Regions from separate parts of the Oryctolagus cuniculus genome. Here region 2 is linked to region 1. The links are chromatin contacts, called in public Micro-C maps. All regions are on one chromosome and are shown on one strand. The core of a region is the stretch at or near the end of the contact, and the rest is flanking DNA. Distances in the headings are between cores, read along the strand shown. Region 1 overlaps MCF2L2 (MCF.2 cell line derived transforming sequence-like 2). Region 2 holds the start of B3GNT5 (UDP-GlcNAc:betaGal beta-1,3-N-acetylglucosaminyltransferase 5).

Evidence for each region. A called contact is a pair of places that touch in the nucleus more often than the background predicts.
Region 2: a contact with region 1 is called in a Micro-C map of ear pinna, with 3 times the contacts expected there. The contact joins the promoter of B3GNT5 here to the enhancer-like site in region 1. A contact is called at or near these places in 3 of 6 Hi-C or Micro-C datasets (ear pinna, psoas muscle and an unstated tissue).

The regions. Positions count from the first base shown.
Region 1 is chr4:92,758,767-92,764,990 of mOryCun1.1, forward strand. MCF2L2 (MCF.2 cell line derived transforming sequence-like 2) reads right to left here. Exons shown (of 30, transcript XM_070072393.1): 28 at 954-1,042; 29 at 552-658; 30 at 188-475. The coding sequence ends at 337. Among named protein-coding and RNA genes, the nearest start is that of ADIPOQ, 22 kb to the left of the region's middle. Within about 2 kb of position 2,960, at least 3 of the 8 cell types and tissues checked have an H3K27ac peak or open chromatin away from gene starts, as enhancers often do. A contact at or near this core is called in ear pinna, where this site is marked.
Region 2 is chr4:92,818,240-92,824,463 of mOryCun1.1, forward strand. B3GNT5 (UDP-GlcNAc:betaGal beta-1,3-N-acetylglucosaminyltransferase 5) reads left to right here and starts at 2,656. Exons shown (of 3, transcript XM_008266633.4): 1 at 2,656-2,807. The region is part of intron 15 of MCF2L2 (MCF.2 cell line derived transforming sequence-like 2); the gene reads right to left.

The sequences.
Region 1 (6,224 bases), core at 1,710-4,209:
CTAGTGGAGAGGCCAGGGGTGCTGCTGAGCACCTGCGATGAGCACAACAGCGCTGTCTGTAAGAAGCGCGGAGCCCCCGGGGCCGGGCGCTGCGTCCTCGGGGGCTCAGGTTCAGCGGGCTCCAGCCTTGCAGTCTTCAGCCGCCTTCTCGAAGCTCCGGGTTCCCGGCCCGGGAGACCCCAGCGCGGCCCTCGGGCGCCCCCTGCCGGTCGCCAGGCCCGCAGCCGCAAGGACCCGCGAGGCCGCGTTCTGCTTAAGCCCGGGCGCCGCCCGGGGCACCTCCGCCCGCGGCCCCTGGACACAAAAGGCGCTCGCCAGGCCAGTGGGCGGCGAGGGTCAGTGGTCAAGGGAGGAGGGCCTCCGGCGTCCTGCCCTCGCCTGCTCGGCCTTGGCGGGGAAACCAGTCGTCTCCCCCGCAGGAGCAGCCCGCACGCCAGGGCACGGGGCAGCGCGCTCCTCGGTGCTGCTCGCGGCCCTGAAAGGCACAGAAGAGAGTTCAGAGCGGTGGTGGCGGCGGGTTCGCTCCCTCCCCCTGCCCGTCTCGCGCTCACCTGTCCGCCCCGTCGCGTTCTTCCCTCTCCCCTCGGGGGCTCTCCGGGAGAACTGCCGGGCAGGTGCAGGTTTCATAACCGTCGTCCAGCTGGAAGAGCCCCGAGATCTGGTAGGGGGCGGGCGAGGCACCCTCAGAGTCAGCAGTGGGGGCGGGGAAGGGGCCCCAGCGTGTCCCCCACCCCCCAGCTCTCCCACCGGGACCATTGGGGTCCCAGCAGGAGCGCCTCATTACTAAAACCAGAAGCGGAAGCTTCGCTAAGGAGATGATTGGGGCCTGCGGGGTGGGATGGGGGCCTAGAGCCACTCGGGGTGCCGTGAGGAGGCGGGTCCTCACGGCGCGAGCCCCCGCGAGGAGGAGGAGGGGCATGCAGGAGAGTCAGGGAGGCGGGGAGGAGTCTTACACTCAGAGCGCTGTTGTCCTTTGCCAGGACTTGGGCACCTTCACCACCGTCCCCGCTTTCCATGGAGATGGACTCCCCGCTGCAGCAGCCTTGGGAACAGAAAGGGGCAGACGTGGGTTTGCTGTGGGGGTTGGGGCATGGCCCCTCCGTCCGTGCCCACCCCGGGAGCCGGGCCTCCCCAGCCCTCACACCTGTCACTCATCAGCTCGCTGCTTGCTCCTGGCCGGTGATTGCCCTAAAGAGAAGATCGGGGCAGCCTGGGGTGTGCAGGCTGGGAGGCGCCCCAGCCCCTGCTCTGGGGGAAGGGAGTCTCGGCCCTGTGGGGAGGGGCGGGGTACCGTCCTGGCCAGGAGGGGCCCTCAGGCGTCTGACTGCACCGAAGGCCATTCCCTGGAGCAGGCAAGGGTCTGCGAGGGCCTGTAGAGAGGAAGGCTCCTGTCCTGCATGCATGGTCAAGACCCAGACCCCAGCCACAGCCTCTAATCAGGACAAAGACAGAGATGTTCCCGGGACCACACGGCTGGCGCTGTGGCCTCAGCTCCTGGTGTCCCAGGTGACGGTCTCCCAGTTTAGTCCAGAGCAGTGTTTCCATACTCCTAAGAGTGCAACCCCAGGGAGATGCAAATTTACCCCCAACCCGGGCGGGCGGGCATACACACACACACAGGTGCATTTCTAAACATTAAAGCAAAATCTTAGGGAGCAACACTGAGCCTTGCAAGGTTGGTGTCCTTGTCTGTCCTACAGGGGACAAAGCAGGAGGGCGCCATGGGGTGTGGCCGGGAGAGTGACAGGAGACAGCTGCACCTGCTGGCCCTCACGTGTCCCCTCCCCCCAGGGCCCTAGGCTCCCCGCAGCAGACGACAACCCAGCACCCTGAATCCTCTCCGCTCCTGGAAGACAAAATTCTCAGAGCCTGCGAACCTCAGGGGATGTCCTACAGTGGGAGTCCTGTTTCCCAGGGTAGAGAGTGCGGCTCCCAGGTGCCCCACCAGTGCTGTGGGCACAGCGGGCCTTGCTCAGGGGCCCCAGGCCAGGACCCGAGTGTGCTGATCCCTGGATGGTGGACCCTGGCCCAGGCCTCTGCAGGTGCAGCTTGCCGGCTTCCCAGGTCTTCGGTATCGCCCCTCAAGGGCCCACGTGTTAAAGACCTGGTCCCCCAAATCTTAAGTTAATGATACAGTGAGGGTGGCACTGAATGCAATTACGGCATGGGTGGGGGAGCCTTGAGAGGGGGTTGGGGTAGAGCAGGTCATCAGGATGCAGCCCCCAGAAGAAGGTCCTGGCAGCACTCCATCTCACCACGGGATGCCCTGTGCACCCCTGGACCCTGGTGGCAGAAACACGGCTCCCAGCTGCCCAGCCAGAGGGGCGGAACCAGAGGCAGAAGCTAAAATCAAGCAGGGGCTGATCTCTGAGAGTGGGTTTCCTTATCTGTTAAGTGGAGACACTAATATCTCTTTAGCAGTGCTGTAAGGATGAGCAGAAATGCTGATAAAGTAAAATGCCTGATGACTCACAGGAGTCCAGCAACCAGCGCTTGATAATACCCAGCGGGTTGCTGGGAACAGCCCGGGGCACCCCAGGGCTGCCGCTACTACTCAGGTCTGGAGGAGGTCAGTCTGCCCCCGTCTGCATTCTTGGAGAATGCCTGGGATGCCTCTGGTCCCGGCCAAGGTGCGCGGGCTCTGAGAACCAAGGGAGTGAAGTCCTCTCTGTCCCTAGTGGCTGAGCTTTATAGTTTACGTTACATAACCCCTAACTGGTTCAGGAGTCCAGCTTTAGCGTTTCGTGTTTAGAATTCTAAGCTTTTCTTTTGCTTAAACAAACTGAATGAACGACAAGCGAACCCTTAGTGAACTTAAATGATCCTCTTAGGAAGACACTGATTTGGTAAATTAGATTTAGAAGACGAAATCATGGCTTTCCCCCTGCTGTCCACTGGATGGCGCCATGGGACCGCCGTGGAGCCTGCTCATTTGGCAGCAGTTCGGAAAACTCAGCTGTTAAGTGGGCAAACGGCACTTCTCTGCTTTTTCTCTGATCTTCACAGTTACACACCCTTTGAAAGCACATCCCTAGCATGTGCATCTTTTCCACTTTGGGGCAGGGAGCGGCCACAAACAGGATGCCTAAGCCCCGGGGCAGGGCGTTGCTTCCTTCCTCTTTGAAAGAACTGCTGAGGGTGCTGTGCAAACAGGGCCGCCCCTCACTGACCCCACAGCAGAGCCACGTGGAAGGAACTCCGCTTTGTAATGCAAACAGGAAAATGGAATTTAAGCACAAAGAAGTAATGCATCCAGAGGGGTGCTGTGGCCCGTTTGGGCCCATAGTCATCAGGCAGTTGCTAATCAAGCCCCAACTCTGGTCCATTCTGAAGGCAGCTCTCCAGAGCTCCTGACAAGAGACAGCTCCAGAACGCTTCCAGCAGCCGAGGTTGGGTTGCGGCCTTCTGCTTGGTGGCCCCTGGGGTCGACTTGGAGATGTACGTGGTTCCATAGCTGAAGTGTCCATTTCGTTTGCTCTGGCTGAGAAGTAGCTTGTCCAACGAATCGCTTTCAGATTCTGCATATTCTCAGGGTATGTGTGTGTGTGTGGGATGTGTGTGTGCATTTTCTGTTGTCAGAGTCGTTGCTAGCTTCCAGGGCAGCCTGGGCCAGGTGTCTTGTACTTCCAAGGTGACTGCAACAGCTGGGAGCCCACCTCTTAGCGCCCAACCTTGCCATTTCACCAGATAGTTAATGGGAGTTTTCCAACTTTAGTATGCCTCTAATTATTAAAAAAAAAAAAAAATCACACTGGGAGTCAGTGCTGTGGCTCTCTGTCTCTCCTTCTCTCTCTAGAATTCTGCCTTTCAAATAAATAAATACATCTTTTTTTTAAAAAATTACACAATTTTGTAGACAAAGTCTGGAAGATATTCACAGTTTTCATAACTGAATATGTCTTATTTGCATTTTTCTGGATTTTTAAAATACATTTATTTAGTAAGAGAAAGAGTAGGAGAGAGAACGATCTTCTGTCTGCTGGTTCACTCCCCAAATGGCCAGAAGGGCCAGGGCTGGCTTGGACCAAAGCCAAGCCTTGACCTCCCCCTGGATGTGGGTGGCAGGAGCATCTTCCACTGCTTACCCAGGTCCGTTAGCAGGGAGCTGGCTCAGAAGCAGAGCAGCCGGGACCCAAACGAGCGCTCTGGCACTCTGATATAGAATGCCAGTATCGCGGGCGGCAGCTTAACCTGCTGTACCACAATGCCAACCTCTGGATTTTCTATATTTTTTACAACCTATAATATGTACATTCCTTTTTATGATCAGAAAAGGAAAGTTAAACTAGTTTCCTTGTGGAAACTGACATTTGAATAAAACCAGTTGGTTAGTTACCTAAAATCATCCACCATCTCACCAGAAAGGATTCTGCTAGAACTTATTTTCATTAGAATATGAGCATGGGATGGAAGATCGCTCTCTCTCTGTAGCTCTGCCTTTCAAATAAATATATAAACATTTTTAAAAATATAAACAGAGTGCATGAAATCATTTTGAAAAACAAGAAAATAAAAATAATAATGAAATCATCTAGGTTCCAAAGGAAATGCCACCAAAATTGGCAGAGATACCCCTCCTGCATAAGACAGTCCCTAGGTCACCTCCAAGGTCACCTCCAAGACCCTGAGGGACAGACAGGGGAGCTGCAACGAGGCCTGCAGGGGCGCCCACAGCTCTCCAAGGTCCACAAGAAGAGGCTCTTCTGATACGATGGTCATTCTTACCTCATGTATCTTCCCCACAGCCAGGACTCTGCACATCACAGACAAACCTAACTTCAGAATTCAAACTTTTCCACACAATCCAAGCCAGGAACCCACTCCTTCATTCTCACTGTCAGCTGCCGGAGAGGGGGTTTGGTTCCCCAGTAGCACCAGAACCTGCAAACCCACCTGAGCCAGGCCTGTCCTGTCAGGAAACTGCATGGGTCCTCCCTATGCCACCCGGGCCCTGTCCCCATCGGCGTGAGCAGCCCTGTCACTGTGTCCTGCAGGTGCCTTCCTGGGAGCAGGCACTGGTGCCAATCATTACAAGGAGGTGGACAGGGGTGTGTGTGACGAGCAGGTGACCCACTAGGATACCGCTCAACTCTCTGTCCAGGTGCCGCCGTGAGTGGGCGTGTAAAAAAGCCATCAGCTGCTGAGAGCTGGGGACACCCAGTACGTGGCCACCACCGGAAGTGCCAAATGGGGTGGGCGTGGGCATGTGTGGTGTGTTTCTAGAACGAGTGGGAGGGAGATGGTGGCTAACAGGACTCTCCCTGCACCCTCTTGTAGAAGTTGTCCCCCTTGGGAACTGAACCCACTCCAGACCCACGGAGACTGAAACTGCAGGGGTGGGGGGCACAAACTCCCCGGGGGTCACTAGGAGTGAGGTCATAACTTCTCCATTCTCTTGCCTCCCACACTCATATACATTCTGCCTACTGGGGCACAGCGCCACAAAAATAGCTGTTGCATTAAGGTACCCACTGCTCCCTGAAGGACAGCATCCCCACAGTGCCATGTTCAAACCGTGGCCCCCCCTCGCCACCAAGAGGCTGTCCCAGTCCACTGTGAAGCCGGCAGCTTCTGAATGGGGTGGGTCTGTGTCCCTTGTCCACGGTGAGTCCTGTTTTGCCTCAGAGAGTCTCTTGATGGAAGCAATGTTGTACAACTGATCACACACTGCACTTCCCAGCCTGCGGGGTCTGATGAAATCGCCGTGGCTCAGGGCTGGCTCCATCTCCACGCTGGGCAGCCCACCCCGCTGGGCCCATGCATGGCCTCCAGTTCTGCCACCAAGGCTTCTCTGTTTATGAGCCCAAGCTGCCGGCACTGAGGCGCCAAGGCGGAAGCTGGCTGACGTTACCAGCCGAGGCATCCAGTCGGCCTGATCGCTTTGTTACGGATCTGCATGGATCTCCTCTGGGAAGCGTTAAAGCATCAAAGGTTCTTGCTTTTTATTCATCTGAGTCAGAGAGAGAGAGAGAGAACGCGCGCCCCCCAACTGCTGCTTCAGCCCCCAAATGCCCAGAAGGGCCAGGGCTGGGCTATGGCCGGATCCGGGATCTGGGAACACAGTCCAGGTTCTTCCACCTGAGCAGTCGGAGTTCACTGACTTGAGCGTCCCTGCTGCATCCCAGCGTCTGCACTGAGCAGGCACCTGGAGTCAGGAGCGAGCAAGCCCGTGTGAGATGCGGGCGTCTGAACTGCCGGGCTCAGTGCCCACTCCCTGCCTCCAG
Region 2 (6,224 bases), core at 1,406-3,905, 59 kb after region 1:
CAAGTCATCTCAGTGCTTCATGCATTCCCTCCCAATGAAAGCAAGTGAGTACTGTGCCATCAAGATGGTCATCTCTTCTCCCTTCTCTGGGGTAGAATGAGGAGCCAGCCTGTACGGGGGTGGGGGTGGGGGGTGGGGTGTATCTTCCCAGCCAGGCAAAGGGGGCGAGAGAGAGAGGGAGAGGGAGAGGGAGAGAGACACTAAGACAGGCATTCTGGGTCACTTTGTCTTCCCTGTCTCTCATCCACATTCTTTCCCTTCCTACCACCAAAAGCTCCTCTTCCCCTCATCAATCTCCTGACTTTTTTTTTTTTATTAAAGATTTATTTATTTATTTCAAAATTGGAGTTACACACAGAGAGAAGGAGAGGCAGAGAGAGAGAGAGGTTTTCCATCCGCTGGTTCACTCCCGAAATGGCTGCAATGGCTGGAGCCGTGCCTATCTGAGCCAGGAGCTTCTTCTGGGGTCTTCCTTATGGGTGCAGGGGTCCAAGGACTTGGGCCATCCTCCACTGCTATCCCAGGCCACAGCAGAGAGCTGGATTGGAAGTGGAGCAGCCGGGACTCAAACTGGCACCCACATGGGATGCCAGCACTGCAGGCAGTGGTTTTATGGCTACGCCACAGCGCCAGCCCCCTGACTTACTTTTTTTTTTTTTTTTTTTTTGACAGGCAGAGTGGACAGTGAGAGAGAGAGAGACAGAGAGCAAGGTCTTCCTTTGTCGTTGGTTCACCCTCCAATGAGCCAGGTGCTTCTCCTGGTCTCCCATGGGGTGCAGGGCCCAAGGACTTGGGCCATCCTCCACTGCACTCCCTGGCCACAGCAGAGAGCTGGCCTGGAAGAGGGGCAACCGGGACAGAATCCGGCGCCCCAACTGGGACTAGAACCCAGTGTGCTGGTGCCACAAGGCAGAGGATTAGCATAGTGAGCCGCGGCGCCGCGTCCCTGACTTACTTTTGAAACCACTTCTCTGTCTGCTGGGTCTATCTGTATTCAGGATGAACTTTTTTTAAAAAAAGATTAATTTATTTGAAAGGCAGACTTACAGAGAGGCAGAGAGAGAGAGAGAGAGATAGAGAGAGAGAGAGACTCTTCCATGCACTGGTTCACTTCCCAGATGGCCACAACAGCCAGAGCTGCTCCGATCTGAAGCCAGGAGGCAGAAGCCTCCTCCAGGTCTCCTACATGGGTTCATAGGTGCAGAGGCCAAGCACTTGGGCCATTTTCTACTGCTTTCCCAGGTCATAGCAGAGAGTTGGATCAGAAGTGGAGCAGCCGGGACTTGAACCAGCGCCCATATGGGATGCTGGCACTGCAGGCGGCGGTTTTACCCATTACGCCACAGTACCAGCCGAACATATAGTATTTATATGTGCTTATCAGTTTGGGGGTCAGCTTGCATTTCTTGTGGGTAGCCCAACGCATTTGTGTGTGTGCAACATGGGTGTGTTGACACATGGATTTCAAATGACCTGAAAGGAATATATTCATAGTTGATTATTTGCACATAAATTCACCCCACATATGAGAGACCTGGGGGGGGGGGTTAAGTGGGATTACTATCAATTTTTATTAGAGAAGCCAGCATTGTGGCCCAGTGGGTTAAGCCACTGTCTGCAACGTGGACTGCTCCACTTTCAATCCAGCTCCCTGCTAATGCACCTTGCAAAGCATGGATAATGGCCCACGTGCTTGGGTCCCTGCCACCCGTGTGAGAGACCTGGAGAAAGTTCTCTGCTCCTGGCAGTGCAGCCATCCGGGGAGTGAATTGCAGATTCCAAGATCTCTTTCTCTTAGTCACTCTGTCTTTCAAATAAATAAGTCAACCTTTTTAAAAAGAGATTTTATTAGAGAAGGGGTGTGATTAGCAGTGTGGTGACAATGAATCAGCCTATTGATGGGTGGTTGTCAGGGCCTCCCTGTGACTCACGGTAGGTAAATACCTGAGTGTGGTCCACAGCACCAAGTAGAGGGCGGCAATCCTGCCCTCTACAGGGAATCCGCGAAAAGATCTGCCCCACTGACAAAGAGGCTGAAGGCCAATTCTAGGCGTCCTTAAAGTCGAGCCGGAGACACCAACCCACAATGCAGCTTTAAACTCGGGCTAACTCACTCCTGGCCTCACTCCTTTCACACAGTAACAAACCCGAAGCGTTTTTCTTGCTGAAGTCCTGGGTTTGGCTCTTTTGTTTCTCAAATGTGTTCTAAAGCACGAACACGAAGTTACAAAACCGCTCAAAAGAGGACCCTCGTGGACCGCGGGCGTTTTGGTCTATGGGGGTGAGGGGGGACGTTGAATAGTATTTGGGGACACAGAAACCAGATAGGTCAAGGGTGTTGCTTATATTCTCTCCTCTCCTTGGCCATCGCCTGGTCCCGCGCAGCTCGCCGAGGACAAGCGTGTGGCTGGCGGCTCACGGCGGGTCATCCGAGTAAATGAACTCAGTTACCTGAAGAGGCGCGGGCGAGCACTTCCCGGAGCCCACACCCACAGGCGAGAACAAACCGGGGCGGGGCGGGCACCTTCACAACCACGGCCGGACGGTGCCGGGGGAGCCGGGCCGTGACGCTCAGGGCTGCGCGGAGCGAGCGCGCTGCGGGGAAGCTCGCAGCCGCCGCGCCCGCGCCCTCGCCCGGAGCCCCCGACTGGGCCCGCCCCCATCCGGCCGGCTCCTGCCCGCTCCCCGCCGGGGACACGCGCCGAACCAGCGCCGGCGGCCCGGCCCCCGCCCCAGGTTTAAAGCCCGCCAAGTTTTGTTCTTGGAACCCAGTGTGACTCTCGCTCGGCGGCGGGGACTCGGACGCGGTGAGTTCTGCCGGCCGCTCCCCTGGAAGGACGCCGGTCACCGAGGGGGACGAAAAGCCACCGGGAGAGCCGGCCCGCGGGGGAGGGGCCGATTTTAAAAAAGGGGCCGCGGCCGTGCAGCCCTGGTTTGCCTTGAGTTAGTGTCCTTCCTTTGTTACTTACCGGAAGCGGGAGGCTTCTGGCGAGTGACAAGGACCCCTGCAGCAGGACTCGCCTGCCCAGAGAACTCTTGCTCGAGAAAAGCAAAATAAGATGATAGGCGAACGCGCCAGTTACTCAGCGGAGAGTGGTCCCGGCGCTGAGTCGCCGCTGCTGGCGCGGGACGCACGCACCCGCAGTCCCCTGGGCGCCGCCTCTGGACCAGGGGCCCTGGGCCGCCTCCTCTCGTGGGACTGAGCCGCGACCGAGCGCACGGCCGCAAGCCCTTGTGCAGCCGCACGCATCGTGACCGGCGGGGCCCCGGTGAGGGTGGCCACGCGGCCTCCCTTCCCTTCCGGAACGAGGAATGGGGAAGTGCTAGCACGCTTGGCGGGAGCAGCGTCGAGCCCCAGCGCGGTGGGTTCTTTGTGCCGCCGACCCGAGCGGGCCGCCTCTCGGTGCTCCGCGAGGTTGCGGGCCGCGGCCGCCCGGCCTGCGCCCCGCCCCTGCCTGCCTGCCGGGCCGCCCGCCGCGCCTCCTCGCCCGGACCGCTCTCGCCACTCAGTCCCTTGTGCTCGGGCCGGGCCAGGGTCTCGGCGCGGATGCCGGGAGGCGAAGGCGCACTTGTTCACGTGGCTGGCTCCTGGACGTCAGGTTGGAATGTGCGCTGGACCGGGGACGCGCGGCGGGGGTGGACTCTCGGCCCCGGGGCGGCCCGGCGTGTGGAAGCGGGGCAGGCCCTTCTCGCCGCCGGGCAAGGCTGCCCGCCGTCCGAGGAGGGAGCCGCGATAGCTTCCCGGGGCGCCTTTGTTCGCTGCGGCCAGCCAGCGCGGGCACCGGGCGTCCTGGTCCCGGCGCCGAGCCACTCCCCAGGTGCATCAGGTGGGGCTGAGGGGACAGCTTCCCCCGTCCCGGGGAGTCCGCGATGCCGGGACCCTCCCGAACGCGGGAGCGGCGAGGCGAACGCGGCTCCGCGGCCTCGGTGTCCGGCCGGGGATTCCAGACTCGCCGCCCCCGCCCGGCTGCGGAGCGGACTCCGAGCCGAAAGGAGGAAACTGGCTGACGGGGAAGCTCGCGGCGAGTTCCTGCTGGGGAAATGCAAACGGGGAAGTGGACTGGAGGGGGCAAGCGAGCAGCGGCTGCTCTTGGCTTCGCTCTGCGGAATCTAACTTCGCATCTTAAGGCGCGGTCGCTTGCTTGCTCGGGGGCCATACAAGTTGCATTTGTCTCTGGCCACACTATCTTTTTTCTTTTCCAGTGTTGGTTTTCGATGGGCACGGGTCGTTTTAAAGGGCACCGAAGTTGCAACCGCAGCGGTGGCCGGTGGCTTGTATTTAGGCTAATTCTCTAATGAAAGCACAGCCATTAGGACTGGATTTGTTCCTGCGCGCCTTTATTTTGGGAAACCTTGCCCGGTCCCTATGGGGGAAGGGAGAGTGGAATGGGAGAAGCTGACACTGACCCAGAAAAGGATGCTGGAAGGTAGTTGAAGTTAGTAGTGGCGCTGAACTTTCTGAAAGCGTGATGAGTGATGAGAAACGAACATTTTAACTTCCTCACAGGAAACGGGTGGTAGATTTGATGCCTTGTCGCTAGGGGGAAAGGGAATTTTTTTTTTCCAACTCTTGCTTTTAAAGCAAGATAAAGCCAACACCTGAAATGTTTCCATTATATACTTAAACCTGTCTCCTGCCCCTGCCTCTCCTTCCCAGGAGTATTTATGGAGCTGAGGGTGGCTTGATTCAGCTTGGTCATCTCGGTCTCAGGGGCCCTAATTGATCCCTTAGGATGGGCCCGTGTTAGGACCGAGAGGGCGCGAGCTGGGTTTCAGTTGTGCCTATTGATGTGTAGAATGGCTTTGCTGACAAAGAATGTTCAGTAGGTGGCAACGAATTTGCAAAAGAAAAAGGCAGGCCCTGTCAGGTAATGTCATTTACGTGGAGATCACATTTCCTGGTTCATAGAAGATATTTAAATAGTGAGGTTGTAGGGAAAGGAGACAGCTCTCTAATTTTCAAATGTAGAACAGCTTGAGTGATAACTCATGGGTTTTTAAATGGGTCATCTTTTTAAATGGGTCACTTTGGCTAGAATGATTGCACTTGGTGACTTTGAAATTATAGAAGGTCAAGTTCTTTGTGAGGCCCAGGTGTACATTTCAGAACACAATATATGATAGAAAGGAACAGAAAATTGGGAATGAGATGGTCTCTTCTCAAAACAACAAAATGAACCCTGTTTTGGGGGAGTTTTGCGTATGCTCAACTAGGCTTTGTATTTTAAGATGTGTTCTGTCTTTTTCTGGGGGGACAGTACTTCCATAGCTATGATTTTATGCCAGTGTGAGAATGATCTTGAAAAAGGAATTCATTATATCTGTGTTCCGGAAATTGAGGAACAACAAATTATTAAAAGAGCTTGGCCACTTGACATCAAATCTCTTTCAGCAATGAAGTAGCAAGAACAGTGTAAATCTAGAATTAAATGTTTTCCTTATAGTAGTCATTATCTGTTATTTTGAAGTGAGGGTGTTTCAAAAAACTCCTGGGAAAGTGGAATTGAAAGACAAGTTTATTTTTTCCATGAACTTATTGAGGTGCCCTGGTAAATACATGAGGTATAAGAATTCTTCACATTTAAAGAAATGTGATCAAAGTGAGATGTGAATGAGAAATAAACAAAAGTGACTACTTTACATTTTAATGCTACAAAGTCAGAAGCCAACTTTGACCTATAACTAAGATTTATCTTCCATGGTAAAGTTTGTAACCTCCGAAGCCAGTTTTCTAAGCAGAAGAGAATGTTCTACCAAGTCTGCAGGCAACAAAACCCCAAAGTCTCAAAATTACTATTAGCCGCCGGCGCTGCGGCTCACTAGGCTAATCCTCCGCCTTGCGGTGCTGGCACACCGGGTTCTAGTCCCGGTTGGGGCGCCGGATTCTGTCCCGGTTGCCCCTCTTCCAGGCCAGCTCTCTGCTGTGGCCAGGGAGTGCAGTGGAGGATGGCCCAAGTCCTTGGGCCCTGCACCCCATGGGAGACCAGGATAAGTACCTGGCTCCTGCCATCGGATCAGCGCGGTGCGCCGGCCTTGGCAGCCATTGGAGGGTGAACCAACGGCAAAGGAAGACCTTTCTCTCTATCTCTCTCTCTCTCTCACTGTCCACTCTGATCCACCTAAGATTTTATACTTTATTTCTTTTTCTCCTCTATCATAACTCTCTTTTAAATACTTTTTTTAAATGAATTTTTATTTTTATTCATTTGAAAGGTAGAGAGAGG